Linked DNA regions of Mus musculus: all the other regions are linked to region 2. Evidence: chromatin contacts called from public Micro-C and promoter capture Hi-C data. All regions are on one chromosome and are shown on one strand. Each heading gives the region's core, a stretch centred on a gene start, on an enhancer-like site or on the middle of the called end of the contact. The rest is flanking DNA. Distances are from core to core; before and after follow the strand shown. Region 1 holds the start of Smad5 (SMAD family member 5). Region 2 holds the start of Hnrnpa0 (heterogeneous nuclear ribonucleoprotein A0). Region 3 holds the start of Naa35 (N(alpha)-acetyltransferase 35, NatC auxiliary subunit).

Region 1 (2,734 bases), core at 122-2,621, 1.4 Mb after region 2:
AAATCCAAGCACTCTTTGTTTAAAAAAGAAACACACAGCCAGAGTTGGTGATGGCTCACCCCTGTAATCCCAGCACTTGGAAGCTGAGGCAGGAGGATTGGCCAGAGTTCAAGGTCTGCCTAGCAAAACCCTGTCAGAAAGAAAAGAAATCACATGTACCCTTTCGCTTAGCCTCTGTCAAAGCAACCAACAAATTCCATTGATCGCCCAGTGTCCGTTGCTAGGTAGGCATACACTTGATAGTGCTAGGCAACAGGCATGATGTGATCAACTCCACCAGACTTCAAAACTTTTTCCACAGAAAGATAAACAAGATATACTTAGCACCACACCCATCTAAACGCAGCAGCAGCCAGAAATACCCACCCCCCACCCCCCTCCAGCTGCTCAGGAAACACTGTCTTTTACGATCAAGATAAAGATCTAGCCTACAGTGTTCGGCCGTTCCTGCCTTCCAGGTTGGCCGGGACTCCTTTCGCCGGGGCCATCACAAACCGGACACACACACACACACACACACACACACACACAGAGACACGCTTCGGATCGCTGGCACACCTCCAAATACCTCGACCATCCCCGCCAGCTCCTTCTGCAACCGAAAAGTCCGGGCCACTGAGCATGCTCTGACCCTAAGACGGCCGCCACCGGGGAAGTTCCCAGAGCTTAGGGTTCCCGGCTCGGCGCAGCCAGAAGCGCAGAGGAGAAAGGGCAGGGGGAGGGGATGGAGTCTGAACTTGGGCACGCATGCCCAAGGGAACCACCGGGACCGGGGCAGAGACAAAAGCTGCTTCGCTTCCTCACACAAAGTTTAGCGCAGCGAGGGAGCCTCTGCGACGTCCGGAGAGTGACGGGCGGGCGAGCGGGCGGGCGGGCGGGCGGGCGGGCGCAGGGGCGGGTCGCCGCCAGCCGGCTGGCCGGAGTGTAATTCCCACCGATAAGCGCGGATCCTTATCTCCCAGACACAAAGCGGCGGGGCGCGCGCTCGGCCTAGGCCGCCTGCGCGGCTCCGCGCGCGGGCCCGGGCGTCGGTGGCGCGCCGAGGTGGCAGCGGCCTCGTCCGCGCCGGCCTCGTCGGCCGCGCGGGGCCTCCTTAGCACCGGGGCCTCCCGCGCTGCGCGGAGCCCCGTCCCGTGCCGTCAGGTCCCGCGTGGGGAGCCTCTAGGCCTCCAGCCTCACGCGGGCCGCTGCCGCCGGCGCTTGTCCCTCCGCCGGGCCCCGAGCGCCCGCCCTGGGGCCCCTCACTCACCTCCCCGCCGCCCAGGCGCGCTCTCCTCACGCCGTCGCCGCGCTGTGCACGCGCCGCAACTTTATTAGCAGCTCGGCCCCGGGACAAGCGCTCGGCGCCCGCTCGCCGGGGACCCGGATGATGAGGGGGAGGGGGGGCGGCGGCGGAGGGCCGCGGCGGCCGGCGCATGCGCGTCGGGAGTGGCCGAGGCCTGGCTTCTGCTGTCCGCAGCGAGCCTGGAAGTGGCACTTGGGTTAGCCAAGCTCACCCGCCTTATAGCGAAACGGTCGTCCTCGCTCTGGAGAGCTGGAGACCTTTCTAGCCAATCTAAAGCGTTAAAAAGTATCTTCAGCTACAACTTCGCCGTTTTCATTGATTTGTAATAGAAACCCTAAGAGACAGAGACCTCTGGCTGAGCATCAGATACCACACAGCTTACTAGATGTAGCCTTAATATTGCTCCCAAAGGGGGAAAATCCTCTGCAGGTGGAGATAGTGCTGAACCCGGAGCTGAGGACGAGTGGCCATTTCTCAGGACACAGTCCCAGCTGTTCACGGGACACCGCCCCACATCTGGAAGCCGGGAGCGCCTTGAGCTCTCAGGCTTCAGCAAGTGGAGGCTTAGAGGTGCTCGAGCTGTCTTACAGGGTAGCTCTGTACTAATCCGGCTGTCTGGCTTCTCTTCCCCTCCAAACGGTCAGCTTGGACAGCAAGGGAAAGCTTTTTAAAATAGTTTCGTGTTTATTTTTAAAGGTCTTTAAAACTGATCCCCCCCCCCCCCACACACACACACCGGTTTTCTTTTTGAGTAAATTGGAACTATTTTTAACCTTTCCCAGTCAATCCCATCCTCCAATATCAATTCTGTAGATCCCTAATTCTGACAGTTTCTCCTCACTTTTATTACCACCTCCTCCGCCTGAACCAGGGTCACCTCACTTGACACACAAATGCGGCGGTTTCCATGTTTCTCCAGACTCCAACGGCTTGTTTCTATTTGGAAGAGATTAAATAAATGCCGTGAGGAGGCGTTTATGGAAGCAGCCATGTCAAAGGGTGATAGGTGAGAATCCGGCCAGAGCTGGGGAACTAGAGAGAGAGCACCAAGGGAAGGCAGCAGCTGTGACTGCAGCCAACCATCCGCAGGAAGAAATGTGGCAGTGTCCGCCCATTATTGGCAGATCTTCTGGCTTTTCGAAGAAAGTTGGAAATGCATCTTTTTCTATACTAAAAGGAAATCACACATTTATCTGATCAGCTGCCTCTTTGTCTCTTTCCTGGGCTCCCTGACCTGCCCTCCCCTTCTCTTTTTTAGACATTGAGAAGACTCACCCTGGTACAAGCCAAACAAAACAAGCCCATGGTCCCAATATAGCCTACAGGCCATCAGTGTGCAATCTCAGGTCTCCATCTTAAACTTCTTTACTACATCATAAACTCTGCGCAGGAGGACTCTGTATGCGCCAACACTGCCTGGCTTACTGATTCCTGGCTGTTAAGTCTTTG
Region 2 (2,977 bases), core at 402-2,901:
GTAGAGTCATCAGAGAGAACAGGACTTCAGTTGAGGAAATGCCATGAGATTCAGCTGGAGGGCATTTTCTCAATTGGTGATCAGTGGGGCAGGGCCTAGCTCATTGTGGGTGGTGAGGGCCATCCTTTATGATCCTGTGTGCTATACTAAAGCAGTCGGAGAAGCAAGCCCTGTGAAGCTAGAAGCTAGCAAGCAGCACCCCTCCACAGCCTCTATCAGCTCTTGCCTCCAGGTTCCAGTCCTGTTTGAGTTCCTGTCCTGACTTCCTCCAGTGATGGACTATGATCTGGAAATGTAAACCAAATAAGGCCGTTCCTTCCCAGCTTGCCTTATTTCTACAACCCTAAGACACTGTAGAAATTGAGATCTTATCCGTGAACACTAAGCACAGTCCCTGACAGTTTTTTTTTAAAATCTAGTTATATGGATAAAGTTGGCAAAATGGCTGTTCATATTCACGAAGCTGGCAGCCCAGTAGAAGCTGCTGGCTGCAGGTCACAGGGGTGCACCAGATGAGGGAGATGAGAAGTAACGGGACAGAATGGGGATAGGACGTGTCGGGGGACACTGCTCCAACTCTAGTTAAGTCCCCTGGGTTTAATTCCCAAACCACAGTTGGGATGGCGGTGAGAAGGCAATAAAAATAGGAAATCTCATAGGGCATGCTTATAATCTAGTGCTTGGGAGTTCGAGGTCAGCCTGGCTCAAGGCTAGCAGTGTAAGGATGGGGCCGAATAAATCCTGCGTGGCTCGCAAGGAACATGTCCGCAGGAGCTCGCTGCTGAGTTCACAGGGCGGAGCATCGCCAGCGGCTACCGCAGGCCTGGCTCGGGCCTGGTCTGGGTTACCCGGTCTCAAGGGCTTTGGTGGTGTTCCCTCTCATGGGCTTGCTTCGGCGGGCAGAGTGGCACGGGGCAAGAGTCGCATTGGATTAATGGAGCCACCAGCCCACCGTAAACGGCCAATAACCGCCTTGGGGTCAGGCCGAGGCCCTCCATCTTTGTGCCGCCCCTAGGGGAGCCGACGCCGGGTGCGGGCCGGCCCCCAACAGTCAAGTTTTTAAAAAGTCCGCGCGGGGGCCACCCGGGCTGATCCGTTGGGAACGGCCAGAATTCCCGCGAGGACGAAGCGTGCGGGCGACAGAGGGTTCCGCACGGGAGGCGCCGGGCCAGTGCTCGAGAGGAGCGCGCCCGTCCCGCGGCAGCGGAAAACGGAAGTGGGTCTGAGGAGCAGCCGCTGATTGGCCGGCAGGTCACGTCCCTCAAGGGGCTGGCGCGAACGCCACTGCGGAGCTGGGCCTGGGCATCCGGCGAGGGGAGGGAGGGAGGGACGACTGCGGGAACAGCCGCGCGGTCGCCAGGAAACGCTCCACGGAGACGCGCGGAGGGCTCTGGCGGGCGGTCTCCCGGGCCCCGCGGCCCCGCGGCCCCGCGTCGAGTGCGAGCGCGGAGGCGGAAGGAGCGGCGGTCGCCGAGGAGCCCCAGGCCCGGACCGGGGTGGTGGGGAAACCGCGGAGGGCGGGGAGGCCGCGACCGAGAGCGGCGCTGCGGCGCGGTGGGCGGGACCAAGGCGAGCGGCCAGGCGATTGGCCGGCGTCCCGGCGTCGCTTGTGACGCACCGCGCGGGGAGGGTGCGCGCGCCTTCAGCGGCCTCTTTGTGTGGTGTCCCGATAGGGGAGCGGAGGTGGCGGCCGCGGCGGCCCCGGTCGGGTTCCAGCGTCCTCGGCTCGCCCTCGGGCCGGCAGCGCGCCCCTTCCCTCCCCCTCCCGCCCCTTCCCCGCCGGCGGTGGCGGCGGCGGCCGGGCCCGGGCTCGGACGAGGCCTCGGCGACCGCTAACGGGCGACGGCGACGCGGCGGAGCGCGCAGGGCGGGGGCAGGGCCCGGGCGGCCGACATGGAGAACTCGCAGCTCTGTAAGCTGTTCATCGGCGGCCTCAATGTGCAGACGAGTGAGTCGGGGCTGCGCGGCCACTTCGAGGCCTTCGGGACGCTGACGGACTGCGTGGTGGTGGTGAACCCCCAGACGAAGCGCTCCCGCTGCTTCGGCTTCGTGACCTACTCGAACGTGGAGGAGGCGGATGCCGCCATGGCCGCGTCGCCGCACGCGGTGGACGGCAACACGGTGGAGCTGAAGCGCGCCGTGTCGCGGGAGGATTCGGCGCGGCCCGGGGCGCACGCCAAGGTGAAGAAGCTGTTCGTGGGCGGCCTCAAGGGCGACGTGGCGGAGGGCGACCTGATCGAGCACTTCTCGCAGTTCGGCGCGGTGGAGAAGGCGGAGATCATTGCCGACAAGCAGTCGGGCAAGAAGCGCGGCTTCGGCTTCGTCTACTTCCAGAGCCACGACGCGGCCGACAAGGCCGCGGTGGTCAAGTTCCACCCGATCCAGGGCCACCGCGTGGAGGTGAAGAAGGCGGTGCCCAAGGAGGATATCCACGCGGGCGGCGGGGGTGCGCGGGCGGCCCGGGGCGGGCGCGGCGGAGGCCGGGGCCGCGGCGGCGGAGGCGGCGGCGGCGGCCGAGACCAGAACGGGCTGGCCAAGGGCGGCGGTGGCGGCGGCGGCGGCTACAACAGCTACGGCGGCTACGGGGGCTACGGCGCCTACGGGGGCGGTGGCGGCGGCGGCGGCTCATACGGCGGCAGCGACTACGGCAACGGCTTCGGCGGCTTCGGCAGCTACAGCCAGCACCAGTCCTCGTACGGGCCGATGAAGAGCGGCGGAGGCGGCGGCGGCGGCGGCAGCTGGGGCGGCCGCAGCAACAGTGGACCGTACAGAGGCGGCTACGGCGGCGGCTACGGCGGAGGCTCGTTCTAGAAGCCGGGTTCCGGATGCCGGCGGCGGGCGCGGCCATCGTCGCCCTCCGCGCCCGCCCCAGGTGCCCTCGGGGGAAGCCGCTCACCCTGGGGGGCACGACACCCCCCGCTTGCCTGCCCGTTACCCCCCCTGAAGGTGGACTCGGCCCCACACACACACATTTTTG
Region 3 (2,700 bases), core at 78-2,577, 1.5 Mb before region 2:
GCCAACATCCGTATTTAAAGTTTTACCCGATATACATTTGCTTTAGACCAAAAGTAAAAAAGCAAAGAGCAGAGTAATGTATGGTTATCAACACTGAGCCTGACATCATACTCCAGGCTTGTAATCTCAATATCCAAGAGGAGCAGGAAACTCAAGGTCATCTCCACAACAAGAACATTGTCAGCCTGGGCTACAGGACACGTTCTCAAAAACAAAACGACAAATCTGAGTAAAAAAAAAAAAAAAAAAAAAATCACAAGGTTGTCTTTCTTTTTTTTCTTATTCTTTCTTTCTTTCTTTTTTTAAGTCAAAGTTGAGAAAACCTCATGTATCCTGCCCCAGGCTTTGAACCAAAAAGCCCCCAAATTCAAAACTCACCTCGACAAGCATCTTCAAAATCCTGGGTTATGTCCACCCAGCTTGTGCTACTTTTTTCCATTTTTTCCGGGACCCCGAGCTCCCATCCCGAAGCATCGTCGTCTACAGTAGCTTTCATAACCATGATGCCTGCAAAGGGAACATTGGTGTGAGGCTGGGAATATAGCTTTGGCAGGCACAGGAGCTGCAAAACTGCCCCAAGTGTTGGGTGAAAGACTTCCAAAACTCTGCAGGCAGAACGCCTTTGAATTCTGCAAAAACAAACAAACAAAACCCAACCACCTAGCTTTGAGCAACCTGACCTCACATAAACCGGGCTGCTGCTCCCGCACTGATTCGCACTTGCCAGGACTCACAACTTCTTCCAATCCCTCCAGAGATCTTCAAGCATCCCAGCCCAAGACTACAAGTCCGGAGACGCCGGCTGTCAAGCCCGGCCTCCGGGAATCAGAGCCACCCTCAAAGCTCGGCAGCGACCGAGCATCCTTCACCTGGCGGGCTTCGCAAGACCAGGGCCTTGCCTCGCCCTGCAGGCGCCTCCGCAGAGACCCTGGCCCACCGCGGGCCGAGCGCCACTGAGACCGAGATCGAGGCGGAGACCGGTCCACGCGGGGAACCGGCAGCAGGCGGCCCTCGTCGCCCGGGCGACACGGGCACAGCCCGGCCTCCCGGCGCGCGCCCTCGGCTCCGACCCGAGGCGCGGCGAGGAACCGGCCGCCGGTGCCCACTCCCTGAGATCCGCCACGGCGGACTTCGGGGTCGTACCGGCCCCACTTGGGCCACCCCGGATACTTTCCCACGACCACCCGCGTCAAAACGCACCGTCCGCGCCACGGAGATAACGACACCGACAATACCGTCGCCGCCGCCGCCCCCTCCCCTCGCAGCCCCGCCCCGCCGGCCGCGTGCACGCATGCGTACGCCCTGGGCGCGCGCTCCCGGCTCCCGACTTTCGGGACTCCGCGCACCGACCACGCCCCCTCCCTCACCTAGGCCGCCGCATCCGGGTAGGCGCGCATCCTCTCTTCTCGCGGGATTATAGCACATCGCGAGACCGGAAACCATGCACCATTTTCCTCCCCTCCGGCCGAGACCCGGCCGTGGGCGGAACCCAGAGAGAGGCGGAGCCTGGAGTGCTTCCTGGGAAACTCTTTAAGGTGACTCAAGGGTGAAGGGGAGGGGTAGGGCTTCCGGGGAGGGGCCAGCTGCCGGCCGTATTGCTGTTTTGTGGTTGTGCAAACTGACCTTATTTATTATGTCTTGCATTCAGCGCGCAAGCACTTTGTAAAGGAAAGAAAAATAAGACATTTACATCGAGCTTGCTAGCACGTTTCTTCCAAACTCAGATGTTTTAGTTTTATCTTAATAATCCTGACATAAAGTAGATTGGGTGTGGATGTGGGTGGTGTTTGGAAAGGAACCCAGGTCCTTTAATTAATGAAAAAATAAAAATATTTAAAAAGGACACGACTGCTTCTAAGTATGGTGGAGGAGAAGGTTGAGTGTAGGTATGAAGGAGAGCATAGCCAGAGTCAGACATCCAGAAGGGTCCAGAGGGAATGTGACCCTGAGCCGGCTCACGGGAGGAGAGCAGAGAGGAGAGCGGGGAGACCAAGGGGCCAGGGGAAGGGGTAAGAGAAGAACCAGGTAACCAAAATGTCTGCGAAGGCAGCTGGGGGGCAGTGCAGCCCAGCCCCTGTGCTGGAGTAAGGGGGCCGGGTATGCCAGCCATAGCTTCTACCAGGTAGAGACTGGGATTCTAGGAGAACGTTCCGTTCCGCCTATACATGTTAAATAGGTATCTCCGTTAGCATTTGTCCCAGGGTTGAGAGCTAACACTCAGTAAGAGTACACAAGCAATCTGTCATTGGGCTGTATCCTCGGACTTCATGTTGATTGTTTAAATTTTTTAAAAATTGTTTCCCCCATGGAGTGTATTTCCTGAGGACAAGAACTTTGTTTTCGTTTAAATTGCCCTAAAAACGTAAGGCATGTAGTTAGTTCTCCTTAGAAGAGGAGAATGAGTAAAGAAATCGCACAAACTGGTTTAATGACCTTTTGAGACTCCAGAAGAAACCTAGAAAAATGTGAACAGGGTTCATCTGATTTGTTCAATATTGTGTATAAGGGCGTGACAAACACTAATTTGATAAAGATTCATGGAGGGGGCGGCTGTAGAGATGGATCATAGGTTAAGAGTGCTTCCTGTTCTTCCACAGAACTTAAGTTCCATTCCCAGGACCCACTGGAGGTAGCACAGCTACCTGTAAGTGTGGTCCAGAAGTGCACTGGCATACGGGTGCTGTACACTCAAGTAGACAC

What was found. A called contact is a pair of places that touch in the nucleus more often than the background predicts. Capture Hi-C pulls out chosen DNA fragments and counts their contacts.
Region 1: a contact with region 2 is called in a Micro-C map of the G1E-ER4 cell line, with 11 times the contacts expected there. The contact joins the promoter of Smad5 here to the promoter of Hnrnpa0 in region 2. A contact is called at or near these places in 9 of 39 promoter capture datasets (the 3T3-L1 cell line, 3T3-L1-derived adipocytes, the C10 cell line and 4 more), 4 of 484 Hi-C or Micro-C datasets (B cells and the G1E-ER4 cell line) and 4 of 115 datasets of contacts at active chromatin or transcription factors (embryonic stem cells, large pre-B cells, pancreatic cancer cells and 1 more).
Region 3: a promoter capture Hi-C map of adipose tissue shows a contact between it and region 2, with 3 times the contacts expected there. The contact joins the promoter of Naa35 here to the promoter of Hnrnpa0 in region 2. A contact is called at or near these places in 2 of 39 promoter capture datasets (liver and pre-B cells), 1 of 484 Hi-C or Micro-C datasets (B cells), 8 of 115 datasets of contacts at active chromatin or transcription factors (astrocytes, embryonic forebrain, embryonic stem cells and 5 more) and 2 of 9 other capture datasets (adipose tissue and liver).

What each region holds. Positions count from the first base shown.
Region 1 is chr13:56,701,647-56,704,380 of GRCm38.p6, reverse strand. Smad5 (SMAD family member 5) reads right to left here and starts at 1,371. Exons shown (of 7, transcript NM_008541.3): 1 at 1,250-1,371.
Region 2 is chr13:58,127,230-58,130,206 of GRCm38.p6, reverse strand. It overlaps Hnrnpa0 (heterogeneous nuclear ribonucleoprotein A0), which reads left to right and starts at 1,651. Exons shown (of 1, transcript NM_029872.1): 1 at 1,651-2,977. The coding sequence starts at 1,894. The coding sequence ends at 2,811.
Region 3 is chr13:59,583,960-59,586,659 of GRCm38.p6, reverse strand. It overlaps Naa35 (N(alpha)-acetyltransferase 35, NatC auxiliary subunit), which reads right to left and starts at 1,327. Exons shown (of 23, transcript NM_030153.2): 1 at 1,201-1,327; 2 at 379-507. The coding sequence starts at 502. It overlaps A230056J06Rik (RIKEN cDNA A230056J06 gene), which reads left to right and starts at 1,437. Exons shown (of 2, transcript NR_045633.1): 1 at 1,437-1,535.